Linked DNA regions of Gossypium raimondii: region 1 is linked to region 2. The links are chromatin contacts, called in public Hi-C maps. All regions are on one chromosome and are shown on one strand. The core of a region is the stretch at or near the end of the contact, and the rest is flanking DNA. Distances in the headings are between cores, read along the strand shown.

Region 1 (4,520 bases), core at 708-3,207, 120 kb after region 2:
GGTGAGTTTACTTGCGATTAGTGTAAAAACAGCGATAGTGGTGAGATTAGATACTGTAGTGATACTGTAACGTGAGACAAAAAGTAAGTTAAACGCACTGCACCGCACCCAATCGCCCATCCAAACTCACCTAAGTTTTGGTTGTGTAATTGATCAAGATTGGCAGACCCTTAAGGAGAGACGAATAGGAAATGACATCTCCGGAATAGATGGGAAAGCTTCTCCTCTCAACTGCCAACTCAACCTTAGTGTACTGCATAGTACGCCAATTACAACTACTGAAGGAAGGTATGCCCTTGTTTGAAAATTACACAGAATCTAGAAAGTTTACAATAGGCAGTGCGTATGAGTTTTGGATTATAACAACGTTGGACGAGTGCAGAACCAGGAATGGTATTATCATGTATGGCTTGACAATAACCTCAACGACAAGAACTGGTACCCAAAACCCACAATACCCTGCCATCTCATCTTTGCCAAAACTTTTGACAGTCCTTGTAGGCTAGACAAATTTCTTGAACGTGCAACTACTGAGTAGCCTATCCTGTTAAGTTCTTGAGATGGAGGAAACCCAACCTTGGTGTAAAATAAATTCGGCAACGAGGAATCCTGGCAGGGGAGGAGCTGAAGTTATTAGGGATCACAATGGAAATTGGGTAAAAGGATCATATCGACACATACCACAGGCAACAAGCGTGGAAGCAAAACTCTGGACTTGGTATTATTAATATATATACAAGTAGAAGTAGATGCAACTGCTGTAATAAGTCACATTTCAAACGCCATTACTTCAATGTGCAAGAATGAGGTGATGTAATTATTGTTTGTAGTGAAGCACCCTTACAACTAGCTTCCTTCTTGACAAATACCCGCAATCTGTAGCTCAAATAGAACAAATAGTTTTGATTTGAAAATTTTCGTGTGAGTAGTAATCAAAATAAACAAAAAAAATCAGCTCATGGAAGAGAATGAATCAAAATTTGCATTTCATGTAAAAACTTCATGCCTTGCGTTATACAACAATCATATTTAGCCTAAAACCCTCAAATTTCTGAAATTTGAAAATTAAAGTAACAAAGACTAAATTAAAACCAAAATCCCATTTATCAAAAACAACAATCACAATCAAATGGGCATAGTGGCGTACTTCCAGCATCAGATTTACTAATACCCAATTCTTCTTCAGTGTAAATTGCAAAACCATCTGCTGTTCTTTTCCGAGGCCGAGAAGAAGATTCATTGAATCCTCCTTCCCTGTTGGTTTCTTTACTCTTTTTACTCTTCTTTTTCGACGATTTGGGTTTTGAAATTTCATCGCCGTTCGGTTTCTCGGACCCTTTCGGGTCGGGTTTCTTCCTCTTTTTACCTGCAAATATCTCGTCGATTTCGTTACCAGCCACTTTAGAAGCTGAATTATTCTGTTCTGGAACAGATTCTTCTTTTTTATTTTTTGCTTTTCTAGAAGGCGTCGTTGAAGAACCCTTCTTCGCCATTAGGTTGAATCTGCAACTTCAAAACAAAAAATTATAGCATACGAAGAACTGAAATCAACAAAAACGAAACTTGAAGAAATATTAAATATATTTATTAAAAGAAAAAATAATACGAATGTTGTGTCAGAGAACACATTATCAGCACTGGAAATCAGACAGGGATAACTGTAATAATATTAAATTTTCTCATCATTCACAACATCGTTTCAAAAAAAGTTGTTTCAAGGAATCTTCGACGAATAAACGGATTAAATCCCGAAAAAAGAAAAACCCAGAGAAGGAAATATCGTCCTATGGATATAAAAAGTAATTATCACTGGTGCCTCCTACCTCGCAGTGAGATCCAAGAAGAGATTACGATATGGTTTTCTCCTGAACGGAAACAAAGAAGCAGAAACAAAACGAAGCGGAGGAGTGTGAGACTGAGTTTATTTGAAACCCTAAATTGGGTAAAAGATGATTATATATATGCCCTTTGTTTCGGGTTAAGGGTTTAAGGCTGGGCTTTCTCAAATGTTTAGGCTTTTGCTTATAAAATGGACCTTTTTTCTTTCGGCCTTCTTGTGAATGTAATATAGATTGTATGATTAAATTAATATTTAGGTACTCTTAATTATTTTTTCTAATATTTACGTCTAAGTTTGCTATCAGTTTCTATATTATTTGCATATTTAGCATTTTATATTTTATTATTTTAAAAATAATAATAATCTTTTTACTCTTAATTGAAGTCCAATAATTTCGACAAAAAAATTTAATTAAGTTGGATTAAGTAATATCCTTTTAGAAAATTGTTCGTGATAATTTTAAATAGTAATATATGATAAGTAGAAATGCTCATGAGTCAGGTCGGGTCAGGTTGCGTTTGGGTCGGATCCATGTAAGGTATTTAGATTAATTTTTTAAGCCCGAGTCTGGCTCAAGCTCTTAATTTAAGAAAAGTAAACTCGGGCTTGACCCGACTTCCCATGTTTAATTTTTTTAGATTAATTTTATTTAAATATAATATATAATATAATAAAAAATGTTAAAATAAAACTTTCTAACTTTCATATTTAAAAACACTACTATAAATATAATAATTATCTTATTAAATTGAAAAACACAAATAAATCTAATAAATATTTTATTGTATTAAATATAATTTTAAAATTTTATATTTTGAGTTGAACAAACCCTCCATCTAAAATAAATAAATAAAAAATCTTTGAGGGCATTATCAATTAAATTTCAAATAAATATACTACGTTCTAGGATTAAAAGTAAAAATATTAAATTTGAAATGCGTGACTAAGCGATCCACTTATAAATTTAAAATATTCTCAATTAAAAAGTTTTTCTTTTTCCATGAAAATAGAATCATAATGAATTATTTATATTATGTATTAATATTGTAGAGAAACCACATTTAAAGTGATAAAATTATTGCTGGTTGTCATCATAAACCAACGTTTAAGTCCTACGTTACTCATCCCCTTTCATCACTACATCTCAACACTTCAAAAATTTTCATAAATCTATGGAAACATTCAAATATAAACCCAGAAATCAGTGTTGGATTTCACCATGTTATGATATAATAATGTTCCCAGGTCTCTCATTACTAATTAAATCTCACTCATACGCCGGGAATGGGAAACTGGGTGGTAAGTGCTTCGACTCTACTACAAAGATTGGACACCTTATCCGTCAACGGAAAATCAGGAGACGAGACAAACTTCAAGAACTCTTGGACCTTTGATCCAGAAGCTAATCCCTTAGCCTCAATAGTGATTTGCACGCCCTCATGGATGAATTCAGCAATAGCCGTGAATTCCTTTTCTGTAAATCCTCTGGTAGTCATTGCAGGCGATCCAATGCGAATGCCACCCGGCACAAGTGCACTCTTATCCCCTGCAAATTTTGAGATGTATCAAGGATTGGTATAAATACATATAAAAAGGGAAAAAAAATTAATTATAAATGAACGGTAAAAAAGGGGAATAAGGAAGAACTTACCAGGCACCGAATTTTTGTTCAAGGTGATAGAGGCCATGTCAAGTATTTTCTCCACCCGAGCCCCATCAATACCCTGTTGCAGGAGTTCATTGATATAAAGGAGGCAAAAGGAGTTTAGGGTGTCTACAAGAGAATAAGAAAAACATGAGATCCTACGCCTCTAGACTTGTCAATTGGGCAGATCAGGTTGGTTTTGATCAGGTTTATTTGGGTTTTTGAATTTTTAGGTTCGTCAGTTTAAGGTTCAAGTTATTTAGGTTGGGGCTATTTAGGGCTTTTTGGGCCAAGTTATTTTCGGTTCAGGTCAAATTCGAGTTCAGATCAATTTGTATTTGGGTTGAGTGGATTCAGATTGTTGACTTTTTATAGCCAAATTGTGTAAGGTTGGTCAAGTTGAGTCAGGTTTTCGGTTTTGAGTCAATTTTGACAAGTCTAAATGCCACTCAAGTTTTGCATGTCTCACAGAGATGGTAACTTACCAATGGCCTTAGATCCACAAGCACAAGGTGATTATCACTACCACCAGAAACTAGTGTATAGCCAAGTTCAACCAATCGCCTTGCAAGAGCTCTACAATTAGACACTACCTGCAGCATGAAGTACCCATATTTTGACTTAATCACCACATAACTTTGCCTCTTTATTTTTTATTACTCATCTTTGAAGGAAAGTACCTGATTCTGGTAAGCCTTGAACTCGGGTGATTGTGCATGTTGCAAGCAAACTGCTAGTCCTCCAATTGTGTGGTTATGAGGTCCACCCTGCATATACAAACATTATGCTTCTCATGACTAGTTTCATAACTTGAAAGCCGGCAGAAGGATGGAATGGGGAATTCAGATTAGTAATAGGAGCAAAGGAGACCAATCAAACCAACCTGTAAACCTGGAAAAACAGCATTATTGATAGCAGATTCCAGATCAACTCCAAGAACAGGGTCCTTCTTGAAGAAGATCATGCCACCTCTTGGGCCTCTCAAAGACTGGAAATGAGTAAAGAAAATCAAGTAGGTTATTCAAACGGACATAT
Region 2 (5,198 bases), core at 1,087-3,586:
ATATATATTATTGTATTATGACCTGTCAATCATTTTTCTGGTCAATATTCTGAAACTTTCCCCCTATATTTTAACAAGTTCTTAGATTTTCTTATACATTTATATACCTGTTGAGGGAGAATATTATTTTGCACAAGCAGGTTATAATATTTCTTCCGGGTAGTATGCTGAATAATTCTTCTATAGCTGCTTTTGCTATCCCTTTGTAGTTATTCAGTCGCTTTGAGATATGGACTGGATTTTATATTATCATCTATTTCTCTTCTTCTCTTTGTTCCACTTGTAAAATCTCGAGAGTTGCAGACGTTTTTTTGGTGGTGACCCTTGTTGCTATGGCAGCTGGTTGAGAAATTGTTGTAGGTGTCAAATGACCAATGGAAGATGAGCAGGTCCTCTACTTTGTAAGAGATTCGTAGCTGTTTTGTATCAAAATCTTCTGGTTCTAGCTTAATATTAGGAACTGGATAACATGGTGGTTTTCATTGTTCACTGCTTGGTACCCTTGAAATCAAATCTTATGGGTTTAGTTATAATTTTACATGTTAAGTTCAAATTGTCAAGCTCTTCACATGCAGTTGCTTTCTTATATATTATTAAGGTAAATGGTCTTTTACTATTTGGATGGAGGTCAAACTGAATGGTTCGAATTTGGTGAAGACTGATGGTTATTGTCCTTCAGTCTTCCTAAAGATTTGTGCTAAGATTTTGATAAAAATATTGAAGTTTTATCACCATAAAGGGGAATTCCTTGTTCATGTTTTGATATCTTAACATAACTTGACTGTGACCACCAGTTAGTCGCCTTATCTGAATGCAGATATTCATTTTATAAGTGTAATACCTATAATGCTTTTTTCCCTTCTTTGGTTCAGAGAATTCTAGGATCTGTTCTAGGCGATAATCATTTGCTTAATGCATGTTGGTTGATCTATCTAGGTCGTTGGCATTCCTTATCTGATATTCTGTTTTTTAAAATGTATCAATTGGATTATTGGATAGATGATATAGAGTGAACTTTTAACTGTGAGAGTTTCTTGCCTGTATATGGCAATTGGGTTCATAGTTCCTTTTGCTATGATGTAAAAGCTTCTATTAGTATCTGTGGGGTTCTTTTTTTTTTTTTCTTTTTGCACCCATTCACTTCAAATAGGGAAATGATGGGCTTCTGCTGGAGTAAACTCAATAATTCCTCCGACCATACGGTATGTAGGCATTATACTCTTCGTAGTTTATGCTATAGTACAAATCCATTAAATCCACTGAACACATTTTGTTTATTTTTGCAGTTTTATGCTGAGTTGATATTGTATATGCCTCTTGTATATATATGCATATTCTGTAATGCTGTATGTGTTTATGTGCTATCATCATCGGAAAGTACATATTGGTCATTTGAGGAATTGATCTTGTGCAGAACCGTATGAGAAATCCATCAATGGTTGGAGGATTTCCACAGCAAGGTTATCAAGCAAGACCAGCCTCAAGCTGGGGCCAAGGGGCTCCTCCAATGCAACAGCCTGGTTATGGTTATTTGCAGCCTGGGGCATATCCTGGCCCATCATCGCAGTACAACATGTTGCAGCCTCCTTATGGGGGCTACCCTTCCCAACCGTCATCTGGTGGATATGCCTCTGGTTGGGACCAGTCATCTGTACAACCAAACCAGCAAACCTCTGCTGCAAGTGGTTATGATTACTATAACCAACAGCCTTCACAGCAGCAGCAGCAAACCTCTGGTGATTCGGTAACTCCAGCTGATAACAGTGGTTACAATTACAGTCAACCTCCAGCTTCTAGCTATATGCAACCAGGACAAGGTTATTCTCAGTATGGCTATGGTGGATACCATCAATCTGGTTATGGGCAGCCATCATCATACGATCAGCAGCAAAGTTATGGTTCTGCTTCGAGCTACGGTAATGTGACAAATCCAACTCAAGGTGGTCAAGGGGATTCAGGTCAGGCACCTACGTCTACCCAACCGTCTGCAACAGGCCAACAAGGGTATAATACTAGTCAGCAGCCTAACCCAAACCCTGGAAGTTATCCACCTCCAGGAAGTACTCAACCTGGTTATGGAATGCCGCCTTCCCAAACTGGCTATGGGAATCAGCCACCAGCACAGCCTGGTTATGGAGCTGGATATGGACAACCACAAACGCAGAAACCTTTGGCCAATCCCCAGATGTATGGGCAGGCTCAACAGTCGCCTAGCACCCCAGGAAGTTATGGCCAGCCAGGATATCATTCACAGCCGCCATCTTCTGGTTATGGTCAACCAGAGACAGGTTCACAACTTGCTCAACCACCAAGTTATGGTGCGGCATCTGCCCAGCCTGGATATGGAGCCCCAACCTATGGAGCTGGTTATGGAGCACCTTATAACACCTCTTATGGTGGTAGTTACTCACAGCCTCCAACATATCCAGCCGACAACAATGCTGGTGGGAGCACTAATGGAAATTACGATGCAGCACCAGCATCTAAAACTGTTGACCAGGGTGGAGTTGCCAAGGCATCCCCCAAAAGTTGATTTGGCCGTAGTACGATTTTATAATTTTGAATTTGTGGTCTAGTTTTTGCATTGTTTTTAGGACAATGCTTAGAGTGTGTTGAGTGTTTTTACTTGAATATTTAAATGTGCTTTTAATGGTATTGGATTTGGTTTATTTGTGCTTTTGGTATAAATGCAAGGTGGTTATTAGTAGTGGTTTATTTGAGATGATGCATTTATATTATGGTTGAATCCAAAATTCACCACTCTTAAGGCAAGCAAAATGGATATTGTCCGTAAATGCAATTGTTTGGGCTGAACATCAACTATATAAAAAACATGGCAACATCTCCAATTATATGTTAAATGCTTCTATCATTCTATTTCTTCCTTGCTTGAACTCGTTATAAGATCCTCCATTTTCTCCCAATTTGAGGCTATTTCAATTTGAAATCTAAGAATGTTAGTTGCCATGTGGTGAACTATAGATACCGTGATTACAACAAAAGAGAATTTAAAGTATGCTTTAAAATTGTACTATTTAAATTTGAATTGATTAACTTATTTTTGGGTACCTAAGTCTGTGTTTAATAAATAAGGATTTGTCTGGTTTTTAAAAATATTTTCTGTTTTTATGTTTAGAAAACAATTTTCATTTTATAAAAAAAGAAAAGAAAACATGGTTGGTACCTATTTGAAAGATTGTTGAGAAAAAAAGATATTTTTGTGTTTATATTGAGTTTATTCAAAGTCATTATTTTCGATGTTAGTGAGAACAATGAAAACAATATTTTATTGATTTATAATTTTCGTCGTTTTTGGAGAAGCGAAAATGATTTTTATTTCCTAAAACTAAACACGAGGCTTCTTGAGAATTAATTGACGTATTAGAAATATGCTCCAGACTGAAGTAACCTTCTTTAATCCCTCTTTAGACGTCAAGTTTGATTTGATTAGGCTTCATATAACTCGATTCATGAAACATGGTTTAAAAATTTAAAGTAAATAGTGGCAGATTTATCTTCTTCACGAGGATATAGTGTGGTTGTACACAGCTTTTATCTTCATACCAAAAGATAATGGCAGCCATGGTTGAACCAAATATTTAGAGGATCGCCGAGCATAATTCTTACTCTCTGTGGATGCCACTATTATTTCACTCTTTCTATGGTATGTATATCAAACAAATCTCCGTCATTCATTCTTATCTATACCCTCTTTCAATTAAACCTTTTTTTATGATTTTTTTCATCAATGGAGATGATTCCTAAATGCAAATACCACCTTTGGTCTTAATAGTAGCAAAACAAACGCCAAGATCGAACAGAAGAACAGTTTAACAAGGTATCTCACTGGCTCGTAGTTGGTTTCTTCAGCAGCTTCCCTTGATGCTGACAGTGCTTTTGCAGATGGTAGAGCTTCAACTACTGCATCAGCTAGATCCGTGATGAAGGAAGAGGTGCAACCTAGGGCAGGAACACGACCCCAATTCTCGATTCCGGATTCAAGAGCTAAGTGCTTATATTCCATGTCAATCTCTTCCAGGGTTTCTATGTGTTCACTCACAAAGCTGGAATTGAGATGGATCTAGAGTTAATATTTTCCCCTTACATAATCATGCATTTCAAAGCACACCTACCTCAGTAACAACTCATGTACCTATCGGAACAGCTAGAAGACTCTTCACACCTTTCTGTCCAAGCTCAACAAGCACTTCGTCTGTGTAGGGCTTTAACCATTGCACAGGCCCAACTCGAATCTGGTATGGAAGCATGAAGAAGAAGTTGAGCATAACAGTTTTTATTACTTTTTTCTTATTTTATGAGTGACAGCCGAAACTTTGTTCTAAAACCAACGTGGTAAGCAAGGGTATGATCATTTCCAATTCCTCTAGATTTCAGCTCTAGCATAATTAAGTAGACGCACTCCTCCATTTGATCTTTGTATGGATCTCCAGCATCCTCAACATAACTATCAGGCACCCCATGGGCACTAAAGAATATCATGACCTGAAGTTCAAATGAATACATATTATCCTAATCCTTGACTTTAGGCATAAAAGATTACAGACTAGACCATACGGTAAGCAAACAAACCTCTTCAGGCTTTGCAAATCTCTCCAATTCTTCTTTAATCAAGTCAGCCATGGAACAAATATAACCTTGTCGTTGGTACCAAGAGAGGATGACAGAAACAGGTAGTCTCGATAAATACACATCTTCCCTGAAATATAACTTGCATTACAGCCATTCACAAAGGGGAACGCTGATGGATGAAGTCAAGCAGAAAATTATAACACAAATTATCAACACCAACCTGAAAATATGCTGGAGAACTCGGATGCTTGACCCAGTTGTGGAAATGGAGAACTGAGGATATAATGGCAGCACAACAAGCTTTTTTTATCCTGTCTAGCTTAATCTGTGTTGCACATAATAAATGCTTATCGGTAATCAGTATATAACCCGAATTGAATTTGAAGATAGATCATTCAATGCTACACGGAGAATTCCAAATTAATATACGAGGTATAAAGTTCTTCAAAGGCATAACCAAATAAGAGTATCCCTCATGTAAGGATTTAATCAACTTAACAACAACCTTAAATATCAACAAAAGCACAACAAAAAGAGCTCACTCTCCGTATATGGTATCATACAAGTTCAAAACACACGCAAATTTGTTAGGCTATTAAGAGACGAAC

The links. Hi-C and Micro-C count contacts between places; a contact is called where the count stands out from the background.
Region 1: a contact with region 2 is called in a Hi-C map of leaf, with 5 times the contacts expected there. The contact joins the promoter of LOC105772903 here to the enhancer-like site in region 2. A contact is called at or near these places in 2 of 2 Hi-C or Micro-C datasets (both in leaf).

Annotation. Positions count from the first base shown.
Region 1 is chr6:18,579,084-18,583,603 of ASM2569854v1, forward strand. LOC105772903 reads right to left here and starts at 1,958. Exons shown (of 2, transcript XM_012594393.2): 1 at 1,824-1,958; 2 at 960-1,503. The coding sequence starts at 1,493. The coding sequence ends at 1,107. LOC105772902 (serine hydroxymethyltransferase 3, chloroplastic) reads right to left here. Exons shown (of 11, transcript XM_012594392.2): 7 at 4,369-4,473; 8 at 4,166-4,252; 9 at 3,971-4,078; 10 at 3,492-3,564; 11 at 2,848-3,386. The coding sequence ends at 3,112. LOC128041964 (a long non-coding RNA gene) reads left to right here. Exons shown (of 2, transcript XR_008197157.1): 2 at 1-979. It overlaps LOC128042197 (small nucleolar RNA R38), which reads right to left and starts at 1,694; the gene lies at 1,610-1,694.
Region 2 is chr6:18,456,760-18,461,957 of ASM2569854v1, forward strand. It overlaps LOC105772298, which reads left to right. Exons shown (of 6, transcript XM_012593597.2): 6 at 1,415-2,669. The coding sequence ends at 2,533. It also overlaps the pseudogene LOC105772300. Among protein-coding and RNA genes, the nearest start is that of LOC105772298, 4.5 kb to the left of the region's middle. Within about 2 kb of position 2,337, the one cell type or tissue checked has open chromatin away from gene starts, as enhancers often do. A contact at or near this core is called in leaf, where this site is marked.